Regions from separate parts of the Zea mays genome. Here region 1 is linked to region 2. Evidence: chromatin contacts called from public Hi-C data. All regions are on one chromosome and are shown on one strand. The core of a region is the stretch at or near the end of the contact, and the rest is flanking DNA. Distances in the headings are between cores, read along the strand shown. Region 1 has its middle 65 kb from the start of LOC103655445. Region 2 holds the start of LOC100274341 (Acetolactate synthase 2, chloroplastic).

Region 1 (3,999 bases), core at 278-2,777, 150 kb before region 2:
CCAAAAGGTTGCCATGAGCTGGACCCTGCTGCAACTCCAGTTGACCTTCTCAAGATTATTACAGATGTTAAGGATGACACCACACGTTGAGGCTCCAAGTAGAAACTCTACTTGTCTGTCCTACAGACTTGCAACTGCGAGCTAGCATGGCTGAAGTCTCAATATGTGCTTCACTCACTCCTCAGCATCATTTGGCTCACTTGCCTTAATCTATCATTGAACTTCTGGATGACGATGAGGACTTAATTAGGCATTTATAACATTTAATTTTATTGTGATATCGATATTGTATAGAGATAAGGGTTATTGACAGGCTGCATATTGTGCTGAGACCAGTTCTCCAAAGGCAACGTATCTTATGCATATGGGTATGGCTGTGCACGTATGCACATCTTTAATCCCATCCCTTCAATCAAGATCCAGTGGCTACTGTCGTTTTAACATTTTAACCCTCCTGTGGCTTCCTCTGTGATAAGAATCCTTTTTTGCAAAGCCCCCTTTCTCCATCCCTTCCTCCAAACAGCTGCACGAGACTTCTGGAACCCGACAGCTGACATGGTCCTTGCACCGCACCCAGTCAACGCCTCCGTTCTTGCCGACTTCCGCCAAAGAACTCGCTGAATGTCGGTTCCCCACCGATGTCGCCATTGTCTAGAGGTCCAGACTGGCGCAGCACCTCGGCCAGCTGCCCAGCTTCAGTTTCTGTAACCTAAATTTGGATTCAAATCTGGAGTTCAAGGTCATAAGATGAATTTTGATTCAAACCTGGAGCAAGACAATTGTGTATGAATGTTGAATTGATTGAACGAGGGACAAAAAAATGGTCATCGATGTTAAACTGATTGGATATTTTTAGGTGTATTGAATTCTTCACAAGAATCAACATGATGCGAAGCTTTAACAGGACCATGAACGAGAAGGCCAGGTTGCATGTGTGCACCGGTTGCAACAAAAGCAGTGGGTTGAAAGAGAACAGAGTCTATAGCGTCCACGCTGCTGCTAGGGCCGGCTACCCATTGCGCGTCCATGGCGTTGAGAAGCTCCGTCAAACCACCACAGCTGGAGCATGCTGGTGGCAGCGCTGCCATGTTGCAGCAGTCCTTGAACGTGGTGACCAGCAGGTGGCGGCTGCGACAGCAACGACATTCGGCGAGGGCACCTGTAGACATAGACGACATGGGTGTTAGCCCTAGCATGTGACGATGACGGATGTATGCCTCGACGGCGGCGGCAACGATGTTCCGCGAGGGCACCTGCAAAGCGTCGGCGTAGGCGGTAGGCCCAATCGTGAGGCTTCTACGAGAAGACAAAAAGTCCCATGCGTGCGGCTGTTTGGGGAAGGAGAAGGGGGTTTTGCAAAAAGAATTCGTATCACACGTAAAGCAGCGGGAGGATTAAAGTGTTAAACCGACAGCAGCCATTGGATCTTGATTGAAGGGATGGGATTGAAGATGTGCATATGTGCACAGCCATACCCATGTGCATAAGATAGGTTGTCTTATCCAAATGGCAGGCCTCATGACTGGCTACCACGTAGGTGCCACTAAGACCATGTTTAAATACACTAAAGCTAATAGTTAGCTGCTAAAATTAGCTAAAGGCATCCAAACGATCTACCTAATAATTCAGTAGTTCAGGTTTTAACTGCTTTTAGCAAACTAGTTAATAGTTAGCTAGCTAATTTCACTATCAATTCTTTAGCTAACTAACTACTAGCTCTAGCGCATTTAAAGTTTATGTCAAGAGCCTAGTTTGAGACTGCTGCGAGACTTTACTCTGTACCCACACTGATTTACTTATCATGTTGTATTAATTTTCATTAATGCGTAGCATAATCATTATATAATCTCACATATCCAGTTATTTTGATTAAATATTATGACTTCTCTGCGGTGCTAATTACCCATCTACTCTTGTTCGAAGATTTATGTACATATGAGTCTTAAAAATGGTCTGTAAATGTTCAGAGGTTAGTCAGTTTCACATATTTACGGTGTAGAAGGAAACCTGTATCATTGTGAGGGAAATATGGGTGCTGTTCGGCTCAGACATTGTTAAGGGAATGGTAATGGGATCTCTTACCGGCGGTAATGGTTATTAGATATAATTGGATTGGACAGTAGTACCTACTATTACAAAAAAGAGCTCAACCAAACAAAAGTATCGGTATCCATTACCCCATGTAATATATTTACATTATATTTCGGTGAGCCAAACATCACCATGGTTCCTGCAGAGTCTGGAATAATGTGTGAATCGACTGTAGTAATACCAATCTTACCTTCATACCATGCCAAATTTAGTTTGGCGTAATGTGTAATTGCAGAACAGTAATTTCATCATTGTAGGCCAAAGAAGCATAATTGTCCCGATTCCAACTCAACCATGAGTTCCTTAGGATGAAGAGAGTACTCTAGGGAACTTTGCATTAAGATCCCACCACGAAAAATATTCTTGCAGGTAGAAGCCATCTTTCCTTAGGATAACCCCTGAGCTAGGCCTTATTGCAAAAGACAACTTCTATCCACAAGATCTAAGCAGAGCTAAGCATTTTTGTAAATCATATTTTGATACTTCATCAGAAGTATCTATAAAGGTATGGATATCAAGGTAGGCAATGCATCAAAGGTTTCCAAGCAACTCCTATAAACCTAATGCACATTTTGCTAGACTTAAAGTGTGTAAAAATCATTTAAAAACACAAGGAAAGGGGTTGCATGCACTGGGGCTTACCTGGAAGAACACTAGGTTATTGTTTGTTAGGTGACGTCCACTTGGCGACCATCTTTAGCCTTGGCATTCGTCAGATTATCCATCTTTAGGTTCGTCCATCAGCATCACTGTTCGAAGTAGGTCGTGCTTTACGACACCTTGGGTCGACTTGGCTTTGGTTCTCCGCATCACGTAGTCAACAAACGTACCTAAATGATTTGCATAATGCACATGAATGCATATAAACAAGAATAGTATGAGACTAAATATTACTACATATCCGCGAATTAAACACCTAGCAGCGAGGCGTTGCACTATTTCATACGAAAACACTAGTTATCGACATACGACTAAGCGTAATGATTACACTTCTCTAGATTAACCGAATCTAACACAAACATCACGAAACAACAAACTATACACATTTAACACGATTAGCCTAAACACAACTTATCAGTTAATTAATTAAATTCTAAACTTAGTGGTCTAAGGAATTTAAATCTATTAATAAATCTAGAGAATGTGATGTCTGATATGACAGGATATCGACTCCATACAAACAAATGAAATCTGTCATACGCAATACTAACAACACCTATCGGCTAGACGTTAGAAATACAAGATTCATTCTCTGTAATATTAATTCGACCATACATCGGATACGAAACATTAATTTAATCCTCCTCGTATAACCTACGTCTTTGAACCTAAACTTAGCTACATGGAATGATGACTTCGCAATTGTGAACACAATCACCCCGCTACATATAGCTTCAGTATTTCGACAAACCTCTAATAAAACATGTGCCCGTGCTACAAACGGGAGAAGCGTCGTGACCTACCTAGGTAGCCAATCCATCTAACGACTCGGCTAACAACAATAATACATGAGCTTACCGCATCACAGTGCGACTTGGAATTAACAAAAACGACGACGTTCACTGTTTCCCCTAAATCGTCGAACACCTATCGAGCGTTATACAAAATCACACTAATGGGATTTACGTATACGTCATCAGTTCAAATATACATCGCATATGTGATGCATTAGCAAATGTCTAATACAGTCACAATGCATCCTAACCATGACAAGGAAATTATCGCAACTAATATATTTAACCGTTCTACTTATCCACCAAAAAACAGGAGTAGCGACGTAACTTGTCGGCGTTTCGACCCCGGGGGGTCCCTGGACAGACGAGTAAAATTGTCTGCGTGTCCCAGCCCAGATGGGTTGGCGCGAGATGGAAGACAAGGGGGAAAACGCGACTCGTGTTATCCTGCGCC
Region 2 (4,384 bases), core at 801-3,300:
GGATTTGGGACTTGGAGAGGCTTTGATTCTATTGAATTGTGTCTTGTATTGATTTCACTAGCTCTTGTATTGAATGGGATGTCTGAAAAACTTAGATGCTTGGAGTGGTAGTGGTTGGGGGTATTTATAGCCCCAACCACCAAACCAACCGTTGGGGAGGCTGTCTGTCGATAGGTGCACCGGACAGTTCGGTGCGCCACCGGACACTATCCGGTGCGCCAGCCACGTCACCCAACTGTTAGGGTTCTGACGGTTTCGACCGTTGGAGCTCTGACATCTTGGGGCACTGAACATGCAATGTTCACTGTCCGGTGCGCCTTCTGACGCCTTCTGTGACTTCTGCGCGCACTGTTTACGCACTGTTCACACTTTTGCAGACGACCGTTGCGCTGTTAGCCGTTGCTCCGCTTGGTGCACCGGATAGTCCGGTGAATTATAGCAGAGCGGCTCTTCCAGAAACCCGAAGGTGGCAAGTTTGAAGTCGTGCGGCCCTGGGCACCGGACAGTCTGGTGCGCCAGACTAGGGTTCTCTTCGGTTTCTTTTGCTACTTTCTTTTGAACCCTAACTTGGATCTTTTTATTGGTTTGTGTTGAACCTTTAGCACCTGTAGAATATATAATCTAGAGCAAACTACTTAGTCCATTTATTTGTGTTGGGCATTTCAACCACCAAAAACATTTAGGAAAAGGTTTGACCCTATTTTCCTTTCAGTTACCAATTGTTTTCAAGCACATTTTAGGTATTTCGAAGCAGCTATGAAATCATCCTTTGTTTGTAATCTTCGTCCGAAGGAGTGCATGTACAAGAACAAAGCTGAAGAGCTTCAACTTCATAACTACGACATGCAACAGAAAACATACGAAGGTAGAGAAGAAGGTTTAGAATCCTAGCCAACACGTTTACAAGGGAGAAAGACGATGTTATCCCTACAAGATTTATAATTCATATGTATAGGAACTGAGGGTATATTTGTATTTGTAATTGTATATGAAGATGAGAATCACTCCACCTTTGAAGTTGCGATATCTTATTTTAGTACCGCTGCTTCTACCTACGAAGGTACTTCTGTAATAGATTGTGATCGAGGAGAAGCAGTATGCCCTTTGAAGAATTGTGTTTGACTCAAGTCTTTTATTCTTAGGATCATCTTTTAATCTATCCTTTGGATGGATAAAATAAAGGAATGAAGGTTTTTCATCATTATTTGTGTTACTCTGTTTTAGTTCATTCTTAGATATCAGATGAGGTGACTAATAGGGTTACCTCTTGGACACGGTCCTAGCTAGCTAATTTTACTAGTAACTTTTTATCTAGCTAACTATTAGTTATAACACATTTAGATAGAGCCTTAGATCATATTTAACAGCTCCGAATTTATTAGCTCTTAATATCTTTACATTTGGACCTATCTAACAATATTTCAGATCTAAAAGACCATTCTCTAACACCTAGTAAGTGAAGATCTCCCAAAAAAAACTTGCATGGCGCCTACCGCATCCTCGTGCATTTGGACTTATGACTTGCATGGCCTAGAGTTTTAGGGCGCGAGAAAGAAATCCAGATAGGGTTGTGGTGGCTCGTCCCTAAATATATACCTTGAAGGTCAGCTTTTAGGACACCGAATAAATTGAGAGAACGGATCAGAAGCGGTTGGTCTTAATTTTTTCACCTTTATCCCTAATTATTGTTTTGAAATATGATTTAGGAGCTGCTGGAGATGATCTAGAGAAACTAAACTACTAATAAAAATTATTTTTAGCATATTTTAGTACTGTTGTTTATATTTTTAAATGATAAAGTTTAACTAAAAGTGCACCGCTAAACCACCGTAAATCCAAAGAGACCGTAAATCTCTTCCACGCACTCTGTCGTGTACCAACGTGCAGTGGAAACGCTCACGTACCTTTGTGTATTATGTACGGATTCGGGCAACGGACATTTCGACGTCGGTTTGCGAGTCCCATTCCCATCTGAACCACACATCTCTGAACAAAAGTAGGGGAGGCGCCCCGCGTAGCCCCCTTTCCCACAATCCCACTCCGTGCCAGGTGCCACCCTCCCCAAGCCCTCGCGCCGCCTCCGAGACAGCCGCCCGCAACCATGGCCACCGCCGCCACCGCGGCCGCCGCGCTCACCGGCGCCACTACCGCTACGCCCAAGTCGAGGCGCCGAGCCCACCACTTGGCCACCCGGCGCGCCCTCGCCGCGCCCATCAGGTGCTCAGCGTTGTCACGCGCCACGCCGACGGCTCCCCCGGCCACTCCGCTACGTCCGTGGGGCCCCAACGAGCCCCGCAAGGGCTCCGACATCCTCGTCGAGGCTCTCGAGCGCTGTGGCGTCCGTGACGTCTTCGCCTACCCCGGCGGCGCATCCATGGAGATCCACCAGGCACTCACCCGCTCCCCCGTCATCGCCAACCACCTCTTCCGCCACGAACAAGGGGAGGCCTTCGCCGCCTCCGGCTACGCGCGCTCCTCGGGCCGCGTTGGCGTCTGCATCGCCACCTCCGGCCCCGGCGCCACCAACCTAGTCTCTGCGCTCGCAGACGCGTTGCTCGACTCCGTCCCCATTGTCGCCATCACGGGACAGGTGCCGCGACGCATGATTGGCACCGACGCCTTTCAGGAGACGCCCATCGTCGAGGTCACCCGCTCCATCACCAAGCACAACTACCTGGTCCTCGACGTCGACGACATCCCCCGCGTCGTGCAGGAGGCCTTCTTCCTCGCATCCTCTGGTCGCCCGGGGCCGGTGCTTGTTGACATCCCCAAGGACATCCAGCAGCAGATGGCGGTGCCGGCCTGGGACACGCCCATGAGTCTGCCTGGGTACATCGCGCGCCTTCCCAAGCCTCCCGCGACTGAATTTCTTGAGCAGGTGCTGCGTCTTGTTGGTGAATCACGGCGCCCTGTTCTTTATGTTGGCGGTGGCTGTGCAGCATCAGGTGAGGAGTTGTGCCGCTTTGTGGAGTTGACTGGAATCCCAGTCACAACTACTCTTATGGGCCTTGGCAACTTCCCCAGCGACGACCCACTGTCACTGCGCATGCTTGGTATGCATGGCACAGTGTATGCAAATTATGCAGTGGATAAGGCCGATCTGTTGCTTGCATTTGGTGTGCGGTTTGATGATCGTGTGACAGGGAAAATTGAGGCTTTTGCAGGCAGAGCTAAGATTGTGCACATTGATATTGATCCTGCTGAGATTGGCAAGAACAAGCAGCCACATGTGTCCATCTGTGCAGATGTTAAGCTTGCTTTGCAGGGCATGAATACTCTTCTGGAAGGAAGCACATCAAAGAAGAGCTTTGACTTCGGCTCATGGCATGATGAATTGGATCAGCAAAAGCGGGAGTTTCCCCTTGGGTATAAAATCTTCAATGAGGAAATCCAGCCACAATATGCTATTCAGGTTCTTGATGAGTTGACGAAGGGGAAGGCCATCATTGCCACAGGTGTTGGGCAGCACCAGATGTGGGCGGCACAGTATTACACTTACAAGCGGCCAAGGCAGTGGCTGTCTTCAGCTGGTCTTGGGGCTATGGGATTTGGTTTGCCGGCTGCTGCTGGTGCTGCTGTGGCCAACCCAGGTGTCACTGTTGTTGACATCGACGGAGATGGTAGCTTCCTCATGAACATTCAGGAGCTAGCTATGATCCGTATTGAGAACCTCCCAGTCAAGGTCTTTGTGCTAAACAACCAGCACCTCGGGATGGTGGTGCAGTGGGAGGACAGGTTCTATAAGGCCAATAGAGCACACACATTCTTGGGAAACCCAGAGAACGAAAGTGAGATATATCCAGATTTTGTGGCAATTGCCAAAGGGTTCAACATTCCAGCAGTCCGTGTGACAAAGAAGAGCGAAGTCCATGCAGCAATCAAGAAGATGCTTGAGGCTCCAGGGCCGTACCTCTTGGATATAATCGTCCCGCACCAGGAGCATGTGTTGCCTATGATCCCTAGTGGTGGGGCTTTCAAGGATATGATCCTGGATGGTGATGGCAGGACTGTGTATTGATCTAAAGTTCAGCAAGCACTGCCTACCTGCCTATCTTTGACATGCATGAGCTAGTACAAGTGTGATATGTTTTTATCAATGTGATGGTACTCTGTTATGGTAATCTTAAGTAGCATCCAACCCTGTGTGTAGTATGTTGTTTTCGTGTTGGCATATGTTTCAGAAGCCATCATGTAAGTGCCTTTTACTACATATAAATAAGGTAATAAGCATTGTTATGCACCGGTTCTGAATTGGTCTTCTTTTGCCAAATATAGGTCCTGTTTGATACCTATAGCTCTAGAAAATTTGGTGTGGTTGGTGGAGCAGGCCATTAGGTGTTCCATAAAATAGTGGAGTTGTAAGACTTTAGAAGACATTTAGATA

What was found. A called contact is a pair of places that touch in the nucleus more often than the background predicts.
Region 1: a contact with region 2 is called in a Hi-C map of leaf, with 5 times the contacts expected there. The contact joins the enhancer-like site here to the promoter of LOC100274341 in region 2. A contact is called at or near these places in 4 of 25 Hi-C or Micro-C datasets (ear, endosperm, leaf and 1 more).

The regions. Positions count from the first base shown.
Region 1 is chr4:100,513,134-100,517,132 of Zm-B73-REFERENCE-NAM-5.0, reverse strand. It overlaps the pseudogene LOC103653574. Among protein-coding and RNA genes, the nearest start is that of LOC103655445, 65 kb to the left of the region's middle. Within about 2 kb of position 1,527, at least 16 of the 20 cell types and tissues checked have an H3K27ac peak or open chromatin away from gene starts, as enhancers often do. A contact at or near this core is called in endosperm, leaf and tassel, where this site is marked.
Region 2 is chr4:100,358,614-100,362,997 of Zm-B73-REFERENCE-NAM-5.0, reverse strand. LOC100274341 (Acetolactate synthase 2, chloroplastic) reads left to right here and starts at 2,050. Exons shown (of 1, transcript NM_001148702.2): 1 at 2,050-4,238. The coding sequence starts at 2,102. The coding sequence ends at 4,018.